4 separate regions of the Mus musculus genome follow, and all the other regions are linked to region 1. A link is a contact called in public Hi-C, HiChIP or PLAC-seq and Micro-C data. All regions are on one chromosome and are shown on one strand. The core of a region is the stretch at or near the end of the contact, and the rest is flanking DNA. Distances in the headings are between cores, read along the strand shown. Region 1 holds the start of Slc25a39 (solute carrier family 25, member 39). Region 2 holds the start of 4930417O22Rik (RIKEN cDNA 4930417O22 gene). Region 3 holds the start of Mpp2 (membrane protein, palmitoylated 2 (MAGUK p55 subfamily member 2)). Region 4 holds the start of Meioc (meiosis specific with coiled-coil domain).

The links. Hi-C and Micro-C count contacts between places; a contact is called where the count stands out from the background. HiChIP or PLAC-seq counts read pairs in DNA pulled down with a chosen protein or histone mark.
Region 2: an H3K4me3 HiChIP or PLAC-seq map of bone marrow-derived macrophages shows a contact between it and region 1, with 2.4 times the contacts expected there. The contact joins the promoter of 4930417O22Rik here to the promoter of Slc25a39 in region 1. A contact is called at or near these places in 2 of 115 datasets of contacts at active chromatin or transcription factors (bone marrow-derived macrophages and pancreatic cancer cells).
Region 3: a Hi-C map of regulatory T cells shows a contact between it and region 1, with 6 times the contacts expected there. The contact joins the promoter of Mpp2 here to the promoter of Slc25a39 in region 1. A contact is called at or near these places in 1 of 39 promoter capture datasets (hippocampal neurons), 4 of 484 Hi-C or Micro-C datasets (embryonic fibroblasts, embryonic stem cells and regulatory T cells), 6 of 115 datasets of contacts at active chromatin or transcription factors (T-cell acute lymphoblastic leukemia, embryonic basal ganglia, embryonic stem cells and 3 more) and 2 of 9 other capture datasets (adipose tissue and pancreatic islet).
Region 4: a Micro-C map of embryonic stem cells shows a contact between it and region 1, with 3 times the contacts expected there. The contact joins the promoter of Meioc here to the promoter of Slc25a39 in region 1. A contact is called at or near these places in 7 of 39 promoter capture datasets (the 3T3-L1 cell line, the HPC-7 cell line, cranial neural crest and 4 more), 1 of 484 Hi-C or Micro-C datasets (embryonic stem cells) and 2 of 115 datasets of contacts at active chromatin or transcription factors (craniofacial prominence and pancreatic cancer cells).

The regions. Positions count from the first base shown.
Region 1 is chr11:102,405,010-102,409,576 of GRCm38.p6, reverse strand. Slc25a39 (solute carrier family 25, member 39) reads left to right here and starts at 2,060. Exons shown (of 12, transcript NM_026542.3): 1 at 2,060-2,187; 2 at 2,923-3,022; 3 at 3,156-3,215; 4 at 3,327-3,371; 5 at 3,751-3,884; 6 at 4,498-4,565. The coding sequence starts at 2,938.
Region 2 is chr11:101,950,220-101,954,786 of GRCm38.p6, reverse strand. 4930417O22Rik (RIKEN cDNA 4930417O22 gene) reads right to left here and starts at 2,366. Exons shown (of 4, transcript NR_045806.1): 1 at 2,308-2,366.
Region 3 is chr11:102,085,926-102,090,492 of GRCm38.p6, reverse strand. It overlaps Mpp2 (membrane protein, palmitoylated 2 (MAGUK p55 subfamily member 2)), which reads left to right and starts at 1,978. Exons shown (of 13, transcript NM_016695.4): 1 at 1,978-2,073.
Region 4 is chr11:102,663,137-102,667,703 of GRCm38.p6, reverse strand. It overlaps Meioc (meiosis specific with coiled-coil domain), which reads right to left and starts at 2,119. Exons shown (of 8, transcript NM_001127576.2): 1 at 1,874-2,119; 2 at 1,219-1,368. The coding sequence starts at 1,939.

The DNA of each region.
Region 1 (4,567 bases), core at 811-3,310:
GCTTCCTCCAGGTCTGTAGTTCTAGTAACCTCGTTACTCCGGACATTCCTACAGACTGCAGATGGCCTCGGACAGACACTGGGAGTCATGTTGCTGAGGCAGTGACCTCATTGAGAGCAAATAGGATCTTTTGAGTGACTTCAGGGGACTCTTTTCTCATCTATAAACTGGAAGTTGGGGTAAGGGGTGGGCAAAGAATTAATTACCGCTGGTTATGGTCTTTCATGCCTGTAATCCCAGCATCTGGGAGGCAGGAGTTCGAAGTAATTCTTGCCTAAACATGGAGTTTCGGGTTAGCCTGGGCTATGAGTCACTGCTTCAAAACAAACAGAAAATAAAGCCAAACCCCAAATCATAAACAAGAAAGGGAGGGAGGGAGAGAGGGAGAGAGAGAGGGGGAGAGAAGAGATTATACACAGGGCCTTCAGTTTTCTTCTCTACAGAATAGAAAAATCATCTCTGCTCAGAAACGTGGTAAAACATTAACTTTGAGGTTGAAATGGCCTTAGCAGGCGCTGGATTCCCAACTGAACCGACAGCTTATGAAACGACTTTTGTGTTACCTTTTTTTTTTTTTTTTTTTTGGTTTTTCGAGACAAGGTTTCTCTATATAGCCCTGGCTGTCCTGGAACTCACTTTGTAGACCAGGCTGGCCTCGAGCTCAGAAATCCGTCTGCCACTGCCTCCCAAGTGCTGGGATTAAAGGCGTGCGCCACCATGCCCAGCTTTTGTGTTACTTTTAAGCCAGGTTTGGGGTGAGAGGACACAGGATAGGACAGGGCAGCACAAGCGACACTTCACTCGTGACTCTCCTGCCGCCTCTGCCTCACGGCCAACCGACTGCCCGGGCCTTTTGATCATTGGCTGCTTTCCTAACTACCCGTTTGCTCTCACTCCGCCCCCAAAGCTGGAGGATCCGAGCCATGGAAATGCCGAAAGGGTTTTCTCAGGGTAAAGTTATGGTTGGCCACTTGGAATCCACGTGCTAGCTGGGCTGGCTGGGCGGCTCCAGCGCGGTCTGCAACCAGTTGGGGACTGAGGGGCGGAGACGGTAGTGACGTCAAAGCCGCGGCCTTTTCTTCTTAAAGGTGCAGCCTCACACCGCGTGTTCCAGTTTCTGTTAACACCGTTTTAGCTTGGAAGTCTTAGAGGCGAGGCGGGCGGTGGGGTGCCGGGTACTGAGCTGGTGCGGAAACAGCGCTGTTTGCAAGCCCACCGGGGAAGGCAGCGGCAAAAGTTTTAACTTGAGTCCATTTCATTTTCTGTAAAATGGGGGTACCTACGTCTGTAATTACCTACTATGAAAAGTTTTGGTAGAGGCCATTTCTGGCCTACATTGGAAACTATGCCAGCAAAGGTTACGTAGATCGTCTTGGGGGAAAGAAACAAAAAACTTCTAAGTATTAAAAGTGGTAACAGTCTAAGATCTGTCGCGAAACACTGGTTTTCTTTCTTGCTCTACGTTCTCTGTGTCCTCGGCCCAAAGAGGTCCTGTAAATTTGCCCAGGGCCACACCACGTCTAGCCCAGGTTGCAGGTCGGCTGACAAGGCTGCCCTGCAGGTCATAAAGCGTTCTGGGGTTGCAACCCCGTTTCATCATCCGTAAAAGAGGATGGTGATTCCAGCCAACAGGCTCGCCATAAATCGTAAACTCCCGCCACGGAGCTAAGTGGGCAGATGTTTGCCATTGCTGTCCCACACTCTGATGACCTTGAAGAACCGACCCTCGCGGCAGCTGCCTCGTAAAAGGACGCGGAGCAGCAATACCCAAGCGGTCAGGAAAGTTCCAGCGATCGCAGGTCTGGACTCCCCGGACAACACTCCTGCAGGGCGTGGGCAGAGGAGAGCTACTGGAGCCGGGTGCAAGCGCCGTCCAGTCGGCGACCTTGACCTGCCGGCCGCAAGGAGCGCGGGGCCGCGGCGACCCGCCCACGCGGCCGCGGCGCAAGGGCGGAACTGGGGGGGTGGGAGGAGGGCCGCGAGTGGGCGGAGCTCGTTGCACTCCGTGCGCGCGGCCGGTCGGCCACGGGGCGGGGCTTCGCCTTCTGGGGGCGGAGCCGGTCTCACCGCTCTCCCGGGCGGCCGCTGTGCGAAGCGGGCACGCGCGGACCCTGCACCGGCCGCGGAGCCGCTATGGGCCCGCCAGGCCCCTGGCGTGGCGCGGCGCAAGGACCGGCTCCGAGCCAGGTGGGCGGGCCTGGGCTGGAGTGGGTTCTCCGAGGGTCCCCGGCTGGGAGGGGAATCGAGGCCGCGGGAAGGGGGTGGGCCTCTCCGTGAACCCCTTTACTGGGCCTGGGCATGGAGTGCGGCCGAGTCTCGGTGAAAGGGTTTGTTACTAGGTCTCTGCTTCCATCTCCGCGGCTTGTGTTTAAGAGAGAGAGGAGGCAGACAGAGAATGTCCTGCCATCCAGGCCTCACGGCCTGTCCTCTCTGGCCCCAGGCAGGCAGTGTGGGGGAGGGCCAGCAATCTTGGGAAGGAAGGTGGACCTTCCTCTATCAGCAGATTTGTTTACACGTTTCTCTCGGTGCCCGACTCGACCTCTCCTCGCCCGGGGCGCTCATGTGTCCGCCCAGATGTTGGGTGGAGGGGCTCAGGTGTTTGATCTTTCGGCCTCTGGTCTGGAGGAGCATGTGGCTGAGAAAATAGCCATCACTGTCTTTGGCCGACGGCTATTCTAGCTTCTTTCCAAACGAATGACGTAACCTTGAAGGTCACAGCAACCTTTGAGCCTTAGTTTTCCCCTCGGCAAAGTGAGCACATTTCTAGATTTTAAAGATTATAGAGGCAAACTCTGGATGAGACCTGAGTGCGCTGTCGTTAAAGTCCCAGAGCACCTTAGCTCATGCTTGCTCCCCACTCCCCCCACTCAGGCCTGCCTTGTCAGGGGGTAAGCTCCATTTGACTGTGGTGTGTGTTTTCAGGATTGAAATTCCAAGATGGATGATCAGGACCCTGGGGGCATTAGCCCCCTTCAGCAAATGGTGGCCTCAGGAGCCGGGGCTGTGGTCACCTCCCTCTTCAGTAAGACCTGGGGAGATGGGGGATGGGGCAGCTGGGGGTTAATGTGGGCTAAAGGTTGGAGGCAGTTTGGTTCTGATAAAGAAGAGGGTGAGTGGTGTCCTGAAGGAACCTTCAGACCTACCTCCTTCCCCAGTGACACCCCTGGATGTGGTGAAGGTCCGCCTTCAGTCTCAGAGACCCTCGGCAACCAGCGGTGAGTACCAGATCAAGGCGAGCTGCCTGACAAAATAAGGATTTCCCAGAGATGGGGTTCTAGTGGGGGAGGCTGCATTCCTGACCACCAGGGCTGACCTTTGTGTTTCAGAATTGACAACTCCCTCCAGATTCTGGAGTCTCTCCTACACCAAATGTGAGTGCCCCAAGCCCCAGGCCCTTGGGAGGGCCCAGGGAAGAAGTGTTGAGTATCCCTCGAGTACCTGGGTTACCCATGATCATAGAGTAGTACATGAGCCCAGCAGTGGTGGTGCACGGTGCGCACCTTTAATGTCCCACTTGGGAAGCAGAGGCAGGCGGATTTCTGAGTTTGAGGCCAGCCTGGTCTATGGAGTGAGTTCCAGGACAGCCAGGGCTACACAGAGAAACCCTCTCTCGAGATCCCCTCCTGCCCCCCCATACTTTGAGGCCACATTAGTCAGCTTTCTGACACTGGAATAGCCACATATTGACCCAGCTATGTCACCCAGCAAGGCTCCAGGCCCTTCCACCCTAATGTCCGTTCCCTTTCCCAGCATCCTCCGCTCTACAGTCCCCAGGGAAGTGCCTCCTATACTGCAATGGAGTCCTGGAGCCCCTGTACCTGTGCCCAAATGGTACCCGCTGTGCCACCTGGTTTCAGGACCCCACACGGTTCACTGGCACCTTGGTAAGGAGCAGAATCAATGTGTCTCTGAGGGACTCGATTTGGATTTGGCTAGGCTGCCGGTGTGGGGAATGGAAAGCAAATGGGGTGGTTGTTCAGTGTAGGAAGGGCTTACCTGGGAGGCTGTTCCTTCAGAAAGCTTTTTGGTCCTGATGCTGAGAATCAAAAACAGGACCTAATAGCGTAATACACACTAGTAAAGTTCTTTACTATGGAATTGTTTTGTTCTTTGCTTTTTGTGGTTTTGGGGGTGGGGGTGGGGGTTTGTGTGGTTTGTTTGTTTAGGTTTGTGTGTGTGTGGGGGGTAGTGGTAGATAGGGTTCTTCTTGTAATAGACCAGGCTGGCCTCAAGCTCCCAGAGATCCACCTTCTCCACCTCCCGAGTGCTGAGACTAAAGATGTGTAGCACCAACGTCCATCCACTTCCTTAAGGTTTAAGGGGTGGACTAGGAGTCCACCTAGAACCAAGTTGGGGGGCGTGGAGTGGGGTGTGAGTGTAGAGCTAACTGGCTCTTCTCAGGACTCAAGCAAGACTCTAGGCAGAGGCTGAGCCAGTCCATCGCAGGCCTTGTTCATCTCTGTCTTCTTTCCCTGGGCTGCCTGCTGGCTTGGTCAGGATGCCTTTGTGAAGATTGTGCGGCATGAGGGCACTAGGACCCTGTGGAGCGGCCTCCCAGCCACCCTGT
Region 2 (4,567 bases), core at 1,117-3,616, 460 kb after region 1:
TGCATGCCTCTCAGAGATTCCATAAGATCTGCCTTCTGCCATAAGATCTCCTGCATCCAGACAAGCCTAGGGGAAGTTGAGAGGCTGCCTGAGTCTCTCCCACAGGCCCCTTCTTGCCTGGCAGTATTTTTTTATCTGGAGGAGAGGAATCAGGGTGGGAATGATCAAATACAATTATCAAGGAAAAAGTAAAAAACATATATATATATATATTAACTGATCTAGGGAGCTGGCTCAGCAGTTAAGAGTTCTGGCTGCCCTTGCTTCAGATCTTGCTTTGATTCCCAGCACCCACATGATGGCTTTCAACTGTATCTCTGCTTCCAGGGGATCCAACAGCCTCTTCTGACCTCCATAGACAAGACCTAGTCCTCTGCAAGAGCACCAAATGCTCTTATCTGTTGATCCATCTCTCTAGCCTCATGCCAGATCATTTAAAACTACTGGACACTGTCCCATTTTACGAAGATGTCACTGCCCAGTCATTTGCCATGAGTGGATATTTCGATTCTTTCTATGTTCTCACCCTTGCAATTTATAAGAAAGATATCTGCATTTGTCTCCTGAGAGAACAAAGGGTGGAGGGCTACTGAGATGGCTCTAGGGGTAAAGGTGCTTGCCACAAAATCTGACAACTTAAGTTTGGTCTTGGAATCCACATGGTGGAGAGAGAGAAGAGATTCCCGTAAGTTGTCCTCAAACTTCCCACACATGTGCTGTGGCTTATGTGTAACCCCAATAAGTAAAGATAGTTTTAAACACTACATAAGGTAGGGTTTCTTCATGACCCCAAGGAATGATGCCCCTGATAGAGCTTATGCTGAAACCCCATCTCCATTGTGCCATCTGGAAAGAGACAATTGCATCCCGGAAACAGAATCTTCATGAATGGATTAATGAGCTATTAAGAAAGTGGCTTGGTTATTGCACATGCTGGCGGCGTAATGACCTCCACCATGATGTTATCCAGCATGAAGGTCCTCACCAGAAGTCATACAAATCTTCTTAGGCTTCCAGAGTCGTGAGCAAAAAAAGCACACCTCTAAATAAATTAACTAGCCTCAGGTAGTTAACCACCGAAAATGAACCAAGGCAGTTCTAATACAAAACCACTTCCCTTCCCTGTTCAAACCACAGTGCCCTATTATCTAAAAGATAAACTTCAAGCCAAGCTTTTAGGTTGCCAGTATTTATGTAACAACAAGGCCCGTTGACACACATCTGTAACTCCTAGTACTGGGCCTCAGGGGCAGAGACAGGTGGAGCCCTGGAGTTTGAATTCCAGGTTCTGTGAGAAACTCTGTCTGAAAAGACAATATGGTGAGTGACCCGGGAGGATATCTGATATTGACTTCTGGCCAACACACAGCCATCTCTGCACATCTGTAGTTGCAAGCCTTTTGCACTAAGTTTGGCCAGAGTCAGAGTTTGCAAGTGTTTGTGGACTGAATGCACGTGTTGCTGGTGATCTACAAAGTCACCCTCCTTCTCAAGCTAGCAGCACTGGCTTCGGCCAGCTGCTCATTCAAGCCTCTTTGCAGAGTCATCACGGGGATGGGGGAGCAGGGCCCCTCCCTAGAACACCAAGCCTGTGGTTGTTTATTCAGGACATTATTGAGGGCCAAGATGACAGATAACTCTATCACTTGGCCAACAGTCGGGTGTTGCGGTGTTAGGTTATTTCTGTGTCTGCAGAAAACAGTGCAACCTGGACAAAAGAAATAAATGATATCATTTTTCATTCAGGCAACTAGATTCCGTGGTACAAAAGGCTCCCTGGGGAACGAGGCCGGGACAGCGCGGCTCCTGAGTCGCTATTTCCGTCTGTCAACTTCTCTAATCTCTTGATTTCCTCCCTCTGTCTGTTTCCTTCCTCTTGCTGGGGCCCAGTGGAGTCTGTGTACTCACAGGGAGGAGGGTGGCAAAGCCCTGGTCCTCTACGGGCTGGGGGAAGGGGGGAAGCTGTCGGCCCAGTGACTTTTTCCCCTTTCTCTTTTTCTTAGAAACCAGTCTCAATTTAAGATAATGAGTCTCCTCATTCACGTGTGCTCACTATTCATAGGGACTTATCCACCCCCGCCCTGTCAATCTGGCTAAGTAAGACAAGTCAAATTTAAAAGGGAACGTTTTTCTAAAAATGTGGCTGGACCGTGTGCCGGCACGAAACCAGGGATGGCGGTCTAAGTTACATGCTCTCTGCCAGCCCCGGTGCCTTTTCCTTTCGGAAAGGAGACCCGGAGGTAAAACGAAGTTGCCAACTTTTGATGATGGTGTGCGCCGGGTGACTCTTTAAAATGTCATCCATACCTGGGATAGGGAAGGCTCTTCAGGGAGTCATCTAGCCCTCCCTTCAGGAAAAGATTCCACTTCCGGTTTAGTTAGCTTCCACCTGGTCCCTTATCCGCTGTCTCTGCCCACTAGTCCTCATCCATCCGGTTTCCGCCCTCATCCACCTTGCCCTTTTAGTTCCTAGAAAGCAGCACCGTAGTCTTGGCAGGTGGGCCATTGGTCACTCCGCTACCACTGTTACCATGGCCACCAAGGTGTCATTTAAATATGAGCTCACTGAGTCCTGCGGGATGGCTTGGTTGGTAATATGCTTGCTGCAAAATCGTGAGAACTGGAGTTCAATTCCCAGCACATGGATGTATTTCCAGCACCTGGAAGGCAGGGAGCAGAGATCTTAAAGCTCCTGGCCAGACAGCCCAGCCTAATTAGTAATCAGTGAGAGACCCTGTCTCAAGAAACAAGATGGAACATCAAAGGTCAACCTCTTGTCTCCACACACACAAATACACACATGCACATACATCCACACACAGGCAAACACATGCACACACCTGAACACCCTCCACAAATACATACATAAAAAAATAAATACATACACACATACATACATACACCAACATTCCCTCTCCTTAGTCTCCTGGCTACGCTCTTGTCACCCCCACTAAGGCTTCAACTTCTTCTATTTCTTCATCTTGACTCCTCTGTACTTTGCATGCCTTTTCCAGCAAAGGCTTTTCTTTAAATCTCCGTCATTCATAAACTCCCTCTAAATTTCTTCCCCTGCCCTTTTCTTTCTCTCTAGGGAGATAAAGACACACACTACAAAGTCACCGTGGGACCAGTTTATTCACCCACCCACCCCTGCTTCTGTTCATCCGGCCAGCTAAGTAGTCCAACCTCTCTGGTGCTGTACCCTGGACCCTGGCTTCACCACAGCTCCTCCATGCTACCCAGCCCTGCAAACCTTCAGCCTAGCCTCTGGTTCTCCAACCAGCACAGGCCCAGTCTGGCTTCTATGTCCTAGAAATCTCCTTCATTCTCTCCATTTCCCTCCTGAATCTACCACCTTCTTTCTCCCTTCTCCTGACCTCTAATGTCTTGGTCAAACGATTACAAGGAAGCCAATGAAATTAGCAGTTTGGGGTACCTCAGAGTCAGCAGGGGAGCTGGGATGAATTCACATTTCCAGGCCTTTGCTTTGCTCCCCGGATTCTGACAGGCAGTTCCGAAGCTGAGTCCAGGAAGCTGAATTTAAAATCACACTCCAGCTGGGTTCTGAGGCAGCCCTACCACATCAGCTGGCCCTGACTGAGCTGTGTCTGGGTGGCAGTGGTGCTGGTGGTGCTGGTGGTGCTGGTGGTGGTGGTGGTGGTGGTGGTGGTGGTGGTGGTGGTGTGTGTGTGTGTTTTCTGCTTTTACAAAACTTTTCTAATTCTTATACAAAGGACAAATCTGCCTCATATAGGCAGAAAGATGACTTATGCCTATATAAGATATAAAGATGACTTTATGCCACTTATTAGCAATAGTTACTGTCAAAAGTAATTCTATTTATACACCCTTATACATGGTATTGCTTTTGTTGGAGACTCTAAAATCCAGATTATGTATTTAAAAAAAAATTCCCCAGTCCTTAAAAGGTGAAGAATGGACCCAGATAGAAGGTCACGGCACAAGTATGGAGTCGGAGTGTGGAGTCCTGCCAATGGTCTGGACAGAAGCATCCAGAGAGGGTCCAAGACAAATGCCTCGCCTCCTAAGGAACACTGGCAGCCCTGATGAGGTACCAGAGATTGCTAAGTGGAGGAATACAGGATCAGACCCATGGAGGGGCTTAAAGCGTGACTGTAGCAGCCCTCCGCTGAGGGGCTCCAGGTGGGCGCCCAAGGTGCTGCAGTGGGAGCCACATGAGAGGTGATGTCTTGGAGTCACCTCGGGTACCATTGTTTAGGGAGGTGGGGATTTGTGGTGTGGAGACAGGCAGCCTCAAGGATGCTTTTCAACAATGGTTGATGAGTTGGAACTAAAACAGGGGCCATCACACTGGCTCCCATAGCTCTGGGCTTGCCAGCTTCCACATCTGCCCCCCACCCCCTGTCTGGCACCAGCTCAAGCTCTGTGATTCTACACATCCAAAAGAGGAAGAGTAGCCTACTGGGCATGCCACCTCTTCTGGACCATCAGGTGAGAGTGTGGCAAGCCCTAGGCTCCTGTCCAGGATGCAGGGCTGCCAGATAGGATGCTCAGCTATCTCCTGAGCTGGAACTATTTTAGGAAT
Region 3 (4,567 bases), core at 729-3,228, 320 kb after region 1:
CTGAAGATAGCTACAGTATATATATATATATGTGTGTGTGTGTGTGTGTGTATGTATGTATATATATGTATGTGTATATATATATATATATATATATAATTAATTTTAAAAAAGTATTTGAAGTAAAGCCTTGCCTGCACCCTTGTGACTTCTGAGAAAGACAGGTGTACTACAGACCAGCATCAGGAGCAAGCATTCTTCCCAGGGGCAGTGCAGCCCCTAGAACTACAGGGAGAGGAAGCTCGGTAGAGTCCAGAGCTGGGTAGGGACGGCTTTGTGCTCAGCTTCGAGCAATGTGTTAAAACATTTAACCACACCACTAGAATAGCATGTCTTCATGCTATGTGTCTCTAGGACACACCTCTTCCCAACCCTTGCCCCAGTATGTTAGGTTCACAGAAACCGGTGCCTCATTTTCAACAAACAGGAACATAGTAATCTTTGTTGATAAATGTTTCCATCCACTAATCTCACAGGACTATTGCAGGAAACTATCAATCAAATGTAAGGTGTGTGTGTGCATAGGTGGGGGGTCAGACTGTAAGAATAGTGAGTTGGAATACACTAGGTGGATTAGAACTTGAATCCCACTGTGTCCTTGGGATCCTGGATGCAGTAAGTTTGCTGTGAATTGCTATGGGGGGTAATATTTGAGAAGTTTTGGGAGGAATCAAGATTTCTCTCCCCCACCCAACTAAGTGCAAACAGATTCTCTAAGCAGAGGTGAGTGGGTAAGATCCAAGGGAGTCTCCGAGGAAGGAGACCTCTTGTCCTGAGTTTAATTAGGAAGATCTAGTTTGGAAGCCTTTTTCCTCAGACAGAAGCCTGTAGTTCCAACCACCACCATCTGGGGTCGCTACAAAACTTTCTCTTCTCTAAGGAATAAGAGACGTGGGCTACTTAACAGCCTTTAGCATTTTGACCCATCGCTGGCTTTTCCCTACACCAATTCCCAACTGCTTCCCTTTGCTAACAGGGTCGGCTGGGACCACATCTAGACATGAATCCTCAAGTCAATTCATTTTCGAGATTTCCAAGCAAGTTTCCAGGATCTTAGAAGCTCAGTTATAAGAGGAAGATATAAACGCCCCGCTCCCCACCGAGCGCCTATTCCATAGGGTAGCGGAGGGGTTAGGGGGCACCCAAGTCAGGGAAGGCCCCGGCTTGCACAGACTGAATGAAGGCTGTTTTCCACTTGGGGCCACCAATAGTCTGAGGCTGTGCAGTATCTTTTACTAGCAGGTCTGGGAGGAGCCAGAGGCTGAGCAAGGCGGGCTAGCGGGCTTAACCCTTTGCTTTCTTCGTTTTGCTGCCTGAAATAGAATCTAGGGCCTCTCCTGCACGTTCAACCCACCAATGGAGCCGGACGCCGTCACTACTTATTTGTTGAAACGGGATTTAGGAGGGAGAGACTGTTTCTTCTGCTCTTGTGCCTTAAACAGAGGCAAGGATCAACTTCCCGCGTCAAGGCTAAAATTAGGATCTTGGTCCCTTTCATGAAAAAACACAGTCCCACTCTCTTAAATTTTCTGTTTTTCTTCAAATTTTCTTAGAAGCAGGCATGTGCCGTATGACTATAACGCCACCCCCAGGCTTATCCCCTACCAGAGTTAGTGTCCTGATGTCCCCTTGCTTTTCCAAAACTGTGTTAGGAAAGGACAGACGAAGCGTTCAGGGGACTGGTACGCTGGACTAAGCGGTCCCGTTAAGGGGGGTGATCCCATCGCGCTCAGTTTCCCCCCCTTTCTTTTATTAAACATCATCGCCCTTTTAAAGAATTCCTACGCGCCAAGTAACACACGTTGGTCCTGCTCAGAGTTGGGGGTCGTGGGCTTTGCGGTGCCTGTTAACCACCACTTCCCCGCCCACCCGCCTGCTCCTGGGAGATTACTTTACAGTGGACCGTAGGTTGCCGCGTCCCTTCCGTGTCCCAGCCCTCTCCTTTCTGTCTCCGCCCCTTCGCTCCTAGGAGACCTTGCCGCTTTAAGAGCGCGGCTAGCGATTGACAAGCAATAACCGCGGAGCGCCGGGCTGCGCGGAATCGCCCCAAGCTAGGGGCTCCCCAAAACGCAGGTAGGTATTCCTAGGCCCCTGGGCCAGCACCCACCTCAGAACCCTTGCCTCCTTTTCGACCTATCACCTACACTTGGGGATCCTATTCTCCAGGTCCAAACTCCTGGGCCCCTTCCCCAAGTCGCCCCACTCCCTCTCCAGCTGCAGCACTGGGCTCTCTGTGTGTGATGCCGGTAGGGAGAACCGAACCCCTCATCCCAGGGATGCTGGTTCCCATGCCAGCGATGAGGGCTCCAGAGGGACACCGGACACAGAGACGCTGAGCTGAGAGGAGCACAGGTATTTGCGCGGCCTCTCCAGGGTCTGTGTTGGGTTGGGGGGGGGGGGGGACTTCGGATCCCGGCATTACGTAAGAGCCGTGCTACTGGCGTTTCCGGCCCTGGGGGAGCTAGACTAAGATTGTACTGGGTCCCTTGGCACCCTGCACCCCAAGAGACCAACACCTCAGTCATTCCTGAGAGAGGGTTCTGGAGAGGGGCGGTCTGCTAACCTAGAGTGCCAGGCCAGGTCCAGGAGGTTGCAGGGTTTTGGAGCCAGGGTTTAAGGTATGGGGATTCCAGAGGGAATCAGCACCAGAAGCAAGGAGCCAGGGTCAGAAAGTTAGGTCAACTAAGGGGTAGTGGGGAATGAAGACCTGGGGGACGTGGGGGGGGGCAGTCATTCAGTGACCTCATCCCCTAGTCCCGGCGGGCACGCAAGCAAAGAACCTTCTTTGATGGCTCGCAACACGCCCCCTCCTTCCTAGGTCCTAGCGCCCGGCGGGTTAGGGCTGAATTGAAGGGGCGGGGGCAATCTGATTGTGAGTGCGGGCACGTCCGCCGGCTCCCTAGACCCCATCCTCCAGTCCTCAGTTATCTACAGTTCTCCCCATAACCGTGTCCGGCTCCAAAGTGCCTTTGTCAGGCGTTCGTCTTTCGCACCTCTCTGAGTCTGCACCGATGGAGCGGGGGTGGGTGGGAGGATGGAGGAAATCTCTCTCTTTGAAGCTGGCGGGCTTCACCTACACACCCGGGGGACGGGGGTTGGATAGCTTGGTGGCGGATGTGCGTGTGGAGGTGGGAGTGGGAGGGCCTTAGGTTTAGGCTTTTGGGCGCCGTGATGCTGGTTTCGTGATGACTGGGCCCGGGGACCTTGGCACGGAACCAGGCTAGCTTGCCTGGCACTGCCGTTCTCCTGTGGGCACGGGCGGCCCCGCCCTCTCAGAGGCTTGGGTGGGGGTGGGGCAGAGCGAGCCGACGCCGTGGGAACCAACTCCTCAGGGAGCAGACCCAGGCTTACTGGGCAGGACTCCTGGGCCTAGGGTTTCACACAGGCTCCTCCCTGGCTCTTCCCCGTTTCCCTGCTCCAGGAAAAGAGGAACCACAGCAAGCACCTCTAGTGGGGAGTATGGCCCAAGGCCTGAGAAGCTGTCCCCTGCTCTCTAGGAATAAGGACATGGAGTTGACAGAGGGGACACTGGCGCTGGCACAGTGTAACCTGGACATTTCTTTTAACCAGTGGTGCTAGCGTGAAAGGGGTTCCCCTCATCTCTCTCTCTCTCTCTCTCTCTCTCTCTCTCTCTGCAAGTTCGATTTTTCTGGAAAAGATCCGGGAGGAAAGGGAATCGTATCCCTCACCTTTGTCATTTGGTTTCTGGAGCTGTCATTATCTTAGGCTTGGGAGAGGGAGAGGGAGAGGGAGAGGGAGAGCGAAGAGGAGGAGGAAGAGGAGAGAGAGAGAGAGAGAGAGAGAGAGAGAGAGAGAGAGAGAGAGAGAGAATTTTATTAAAACCTGTAGTTGCTCCTCTGAGAATTATTTTGGGTTGGAGAGGGGAGAGGCTGGGAGGGTGGAGTGGCCCTATGGCTCCCCGTGTGGTGGTGGTGGGGATGCATTTAGTCTTAAAGTGGGCACTGCCAGCTGCTTCCCCCTACTCCCCCACCCTTGCTGAGAGCCACTGCCTCCTGTTGTCATGGCAACTGGGGAATTAGGGTTTTATCCAGTAACACATGCCCAGGAAGGCAAGGGGAGAAAGAGTAGTGGGTCACCCTGTTCTCCTTTCCACGGAGGATGAAGGAGCCAAGCTTAGCTTGGGAGACCCGGGGATGGGGATGGGACTGCAAACTCCATGCCTGCTTCTGGCTGCTGCCCTTCACTTCTCCCTGTCCCAACTCCTGGTGGAGAGAGAGAGAGAGAGAGAGAGAGAGAGAGAGAGAGAGAGAGAGAGAGAGAGAGAGAGAGAGAGAAAGAGCAGGAAAGGAAATATCATTTCTGTCAGCTGGACACCAGTGTTTGTGAGGGCACCCTCACCCGAAGGTTCTAGGCCTGGGGCACAGCGGCAGGTAGCGGACCTCAAGGCTGCCCCCTTGGACTTTCCAGGCCTGGGAAACTTTCCAGTGTTTGCTCATATCCTCGACGTCATTCTCCTTCCAGCTAAAGAAAGAACCAGAAAAAATATTATGTTTGGTTTGTTTGTTTTTGACATGAGTTCTCTACTCTCTATGTTTCCCAGGCTGAT
Region 4 (4,567 bases), core at 870-3,369, 260 kb before region 1:
TCCCAGCACTTAGGAGGCAGGCAGATCTCTGAGTTGGAGGCCACCCTGGTCTACAGAGTCAATTCCAGGAGAGTTAGGGTGACACCAGAGAAATAAAACTGTGCTTTGAGAAGCCAGAACAAACAAACAAAACAAAACCCAAAACCAAAGTTTTAGTGAGGTAAACAGCACGTAATTAAAGACACTGTAAAGAAAATTAAAGGTATAAAAAAATTTACCTTTAAAATTGCAAGTATGTTTGAAATTAAAAACTAAAAGGCATTACAATACATGCTTAAAATAAAACAATATTTAGTCTTGCTAAATAACTTTCTTACTTGCTAAATTAATTTTTACATTACTGACATGTTATATACTAAGGACAGAAAGGGAATGAGCCAATGAAAAAAGTCTTTTCTTGGAGGGCTGGAGAGGTTAAGAGCACTGGCTGCTCTTCTGAAGGATCAACGATCAATGGCAGCTTGCAACGCCGGCAAAACTACCATACATATACAAAAAAATAAATTATTGTTTTCGTTTTCTCAAGACAGGGTTTCTCTGTGTAGCCCTGGCTGTCCTTGAATTCACTTTGTAGACCAGGCTGGCTTCGAACTCAAGAGATCTGCCTGCCTCTGCCTCCCGAGTGCTGGAATTACAGGTGTGCACCAACACTGCCTGGCTTAAATTTCTTTTTTAAATTAAAAAAAAATTTTCCCCATGTCCAAAACCAAGTGTGTACTGTGCAAACTCTAAAATATTCTCCTCTGGACCAGTCGGTTGGGCGGCAGGGTGCTTGCTGCTGATCCTGAGGACCTGAGTTCAATCCTGAGGACCTGAGTTCAATCCCTAGGACCCACGTGGTGGACGCTGAGAACTGAAAAGTTCTCCAACCTCCATCTGTTGTCATGCCACGTCTCTGTGGCCCCTCCACCATAAAACCACCATAAAATAAACACATATATACATATATATGTATATATAATTTAAAAAATTTTGGTGTCTATACAGAACTTAATAATAATAATAGTAAAAGAAGCCCGTTTTCCCCAGCTTCTAATTCTGACTGGAGTTTTTTTTAACATGTATGGGACTGGAGCTGAAGGTCCTGGGTTTGCGTTTGGTGGTGGGGAAACTACAAAGGGAGCGGGGTGGGGAGAGGATTGGGGGGCGGGGTGGGGAGAGGGTTGGGGGGGGAGGGCTGGGGGGAGGACGAGCAAAGTCTTGAATTTGTTAATGGACCTGAGACTTGTAGCAATCATAGAAGGGCGCCGAGCCGGTCAGCATCATGCTGTTGAAGACGTCGGATAATCTATTGCTGGTGTCGACGCTGAGGTTCCAGCACCGATTCGCGCTTCCACGGAACGCCGCCGCGGCCGCCGCCACCTTCGGCTGCTCGGAAACGGGGGAAAAGCCGGGTGGTCACGGAGCGCCGCGCAGCTGGGGCTGTAGCCTGGGCCGTCTAACTGCAGATCCTTAGGGGACACTAACTCGGGCCCCCCAACCCCGCTCCCTCGTTTCCTCTTCAAGCCCTCCTCCCCACCCCGTCACTGCGCCTCAGCTCTGAGACGCGCGACGGCGGCGGCAGCGGCCCTCGACGGCCCTGACAGACGCCTCCGCGCCATTGCGACTGGCTGACCGAGGTGGCGCCTCCGCTCTGAAGCCTCTGGGAGGTCAACCCTCGCCCAGACTCGCGACTTCGCAACCCTCCCCCACTCGCGACTCGGCCCGACGACATGTTGGGGCTCCCCCACCCGCGACCCGTAATCTCCCGTGTCGCCACCCCGCCACCACCCGGGCCTCCTTAAAGAAGAAGCACGCTGAGGGACGCGCCTTCTCCTCAGCGTCTCTCCCGGGGGCTGCCATCCTCGAAGTCCCCCCGACCCCCGCCAGTTACCTCAGGTCCCTCCCTCAGGCCTTGGGGGTGACGGGGCCGGCAGGTGTCTCCGCCGCTCACCTCCATGGGGGCCCCCCAGCTCCTCCTGAGCTAGTTAACAGCTCCCGGGGTACGGGGGTGAGGGAGGACGTCGAGGCCCAGCTCCCTCAGCCCGCACCCCACCGCTACCGCTGCCGCAGCCGCCGTCGGCGCTGCCAGGAGCCGCTCTGTGGGTGGGGGGCCGAGCCGAGACGGTGCGACGAAGAGGCCGTTACATTGCTCCCCGCGCCTCGCGACTAGGCACCGGCCGCCGGCGCCCCGCCCACGCCCACGCCCAGGAGGCCCCTCATCTCGCACCCCTCATTGGCCCGCGGCCCAGCCAATGGGCGACCGCCTCCAGGGTCTGTTGCCCCCCCAGAGACAAGACTAAGAAGGAGCAGTTAGCCGACTTCGCCCTAGGCTTGCTCTCAGGCCAGGGCTGAAGATGTTTCCCGCTCAAAGGAAGCTCGCTCGGGATTGGCCAGAACGGACGAGCACAGGCCCGCTGATTGGCTGATGGGAGGCGCGCGCGCCTACTGGCTTGGTAGCGGTGGTTGGGAGATTAGAGAAATCGCACAGCAACAGGCCGATGACCCGAAAGCCCTCCGCCCGGCACCCGAGGGCACCCGAGGCCAACATCTTCGTTTTGGGTCTTGTTCTCCGCCCCTAGTTCCCAGAACTCTACAGAGCCGCCAGCCCAGTAGACTGTTGTAGCCTTTTTCAGAGGGCAAAGAAACGAAACCCTTGTAGAGCTTAAATGGTGAGAGCTGTCCGCTGTCCTGGGACCAGGTTTCCTTTAGGGTGAAGGTGTTTTGACTATTAAATATGAATATGACTTTTCAAGGAAACTTCACCCTGAATTTTTGTTTGTTTTGTTTTGAGTTTGTTGTTGTTATTTAGCTAGTAATAGTAATTTAGCTAAAAATAGTTTGCTGTTTTCTAGCTATTCCGGCGACCTTACGAGATGATGACATAGTCTGATTAGGGTCTTAGAAAAATGCAAAGTCCTCAAAAATGTGTGTATGCGCGAGCACGGAGAAGGGGGGCACTGAAATTTTAAAGGAGTAAACACAGGCGTTTTAAGGGTGTTTGCACTTCAAATCAAAATTTGAGACGCACCGGATTAATCATTTAGCTCGGGCACTAATGAGGTAGATTAGGGGGATGAGTTTACTGGCCCACGCAGACCTGACGGTTTTTTCAGATGCATAACCATCTATAACTCAAGATGGGGAATGACAGAGGAAATACACCATATCAAACTCTGGCTTCCAACACAGACACAAATGGGCAAGTACGTGCGCATGGGCACACACACACAAACTTTAAAAAAGAGATTTGGTGTTGGGGTGATAGTAAATTACTTGCCGTCAAGTATGAGAACCTAAGTCTCATCTTCAAAACCGATGGCAAAAAAAATCCCAGGTGTGATAAATGTGTAATCCCAGCGCTTGGGAGGTCCAGTTGGATCACGGGGCCTCACTGGCCGACCAGTGTACCTCCTCAGCAAGGACCTATCTCCAAAGACAAGGTGGGGGACAGTGAGATGGCTCAATAGGTAAAAGCAAGACTGATGGTTGAGTTTGAGCCATCATGCAATGTGAGAATCAACTCCACCAAGTTGTCTGCTGGTCTCCCCATGTGTTCTGTATTGCATCTACTTCCATACACATATATATCCTAATGATAAACATGATAAACACATATATGCCCATATAATAGATTAAAAAAAATTTTGTTGTTGTTTAGAGAGTCTTTACATAGCCCTTGCTTTCCAGGGGCTCACTTTATAGACCAGGCTGACCTCAAACTCACAGAGATCCACCTGCCTCTGATGTAAGTGCTGGAATTAAAAGCATGCATCAACTGCCTGACTCTGATATAATTCTTAAACTTAAAAAATGATCGATGGGTGGGGCAGTTCACTGAATTTGAGGCTAGCCTGGTCTATGGAGCATATACCAGGACAGCTGGTGCTACACAGAGAAACCCCGTCTCAAAAAAACAAAACAAAATGTCTAAGTATAAGGTGGCTAGCATCTGAGTTTTGAAACCTGAAGTAGGTGTCTGGCCTCCACATGGAAGCTATTCCATAACAGTTTCCTCGGAGATTGAAACATTCCATCGTGCAGGGAAGCCCCTTAAGCAGGAAGGCTAACAACTCAGAAGGGTTGAAGGAAGTCCCCGAACCTGACCAGAGTCACTGGGCCCTTCCTCACCAGATTAAGCCATAAAAGCTCAGAGTCTCTCTCAGAACAGCCAACCTACCAAAAATAAACAATTTTTTAAAAAAGCCAAACCCACACCAGACTGCTGCCTGGGAGAAGCAGAAACCAGCTAAGATGCCTGGAAGAGGTTTAGACCAACTGGAAAGGACAGTTTTCAATTTGTTTAGCTGCCCGCAGGCTGCATTGTGTGCCACGTTCCCAGCTTTGTGAGCTGTCACACATGCTGGGGTGGTTCTTGGTGAATCAGCTCTCTTTAAATCATTTCTGCTCCCATAAGTAACCCCTCACCCATATTCTTGTAAGTAACCCCAATAAAACTCATTGGTTCAGCAAGTTGGACTTTGGTGGTATTGGTACTTTGGACTGTCAGGAGTTCCCTATCTGTGGTAAGTAGACATGTGTGTTGCATCTCCCCAGGAAAGTTTTGTCATACAACACACACATACAC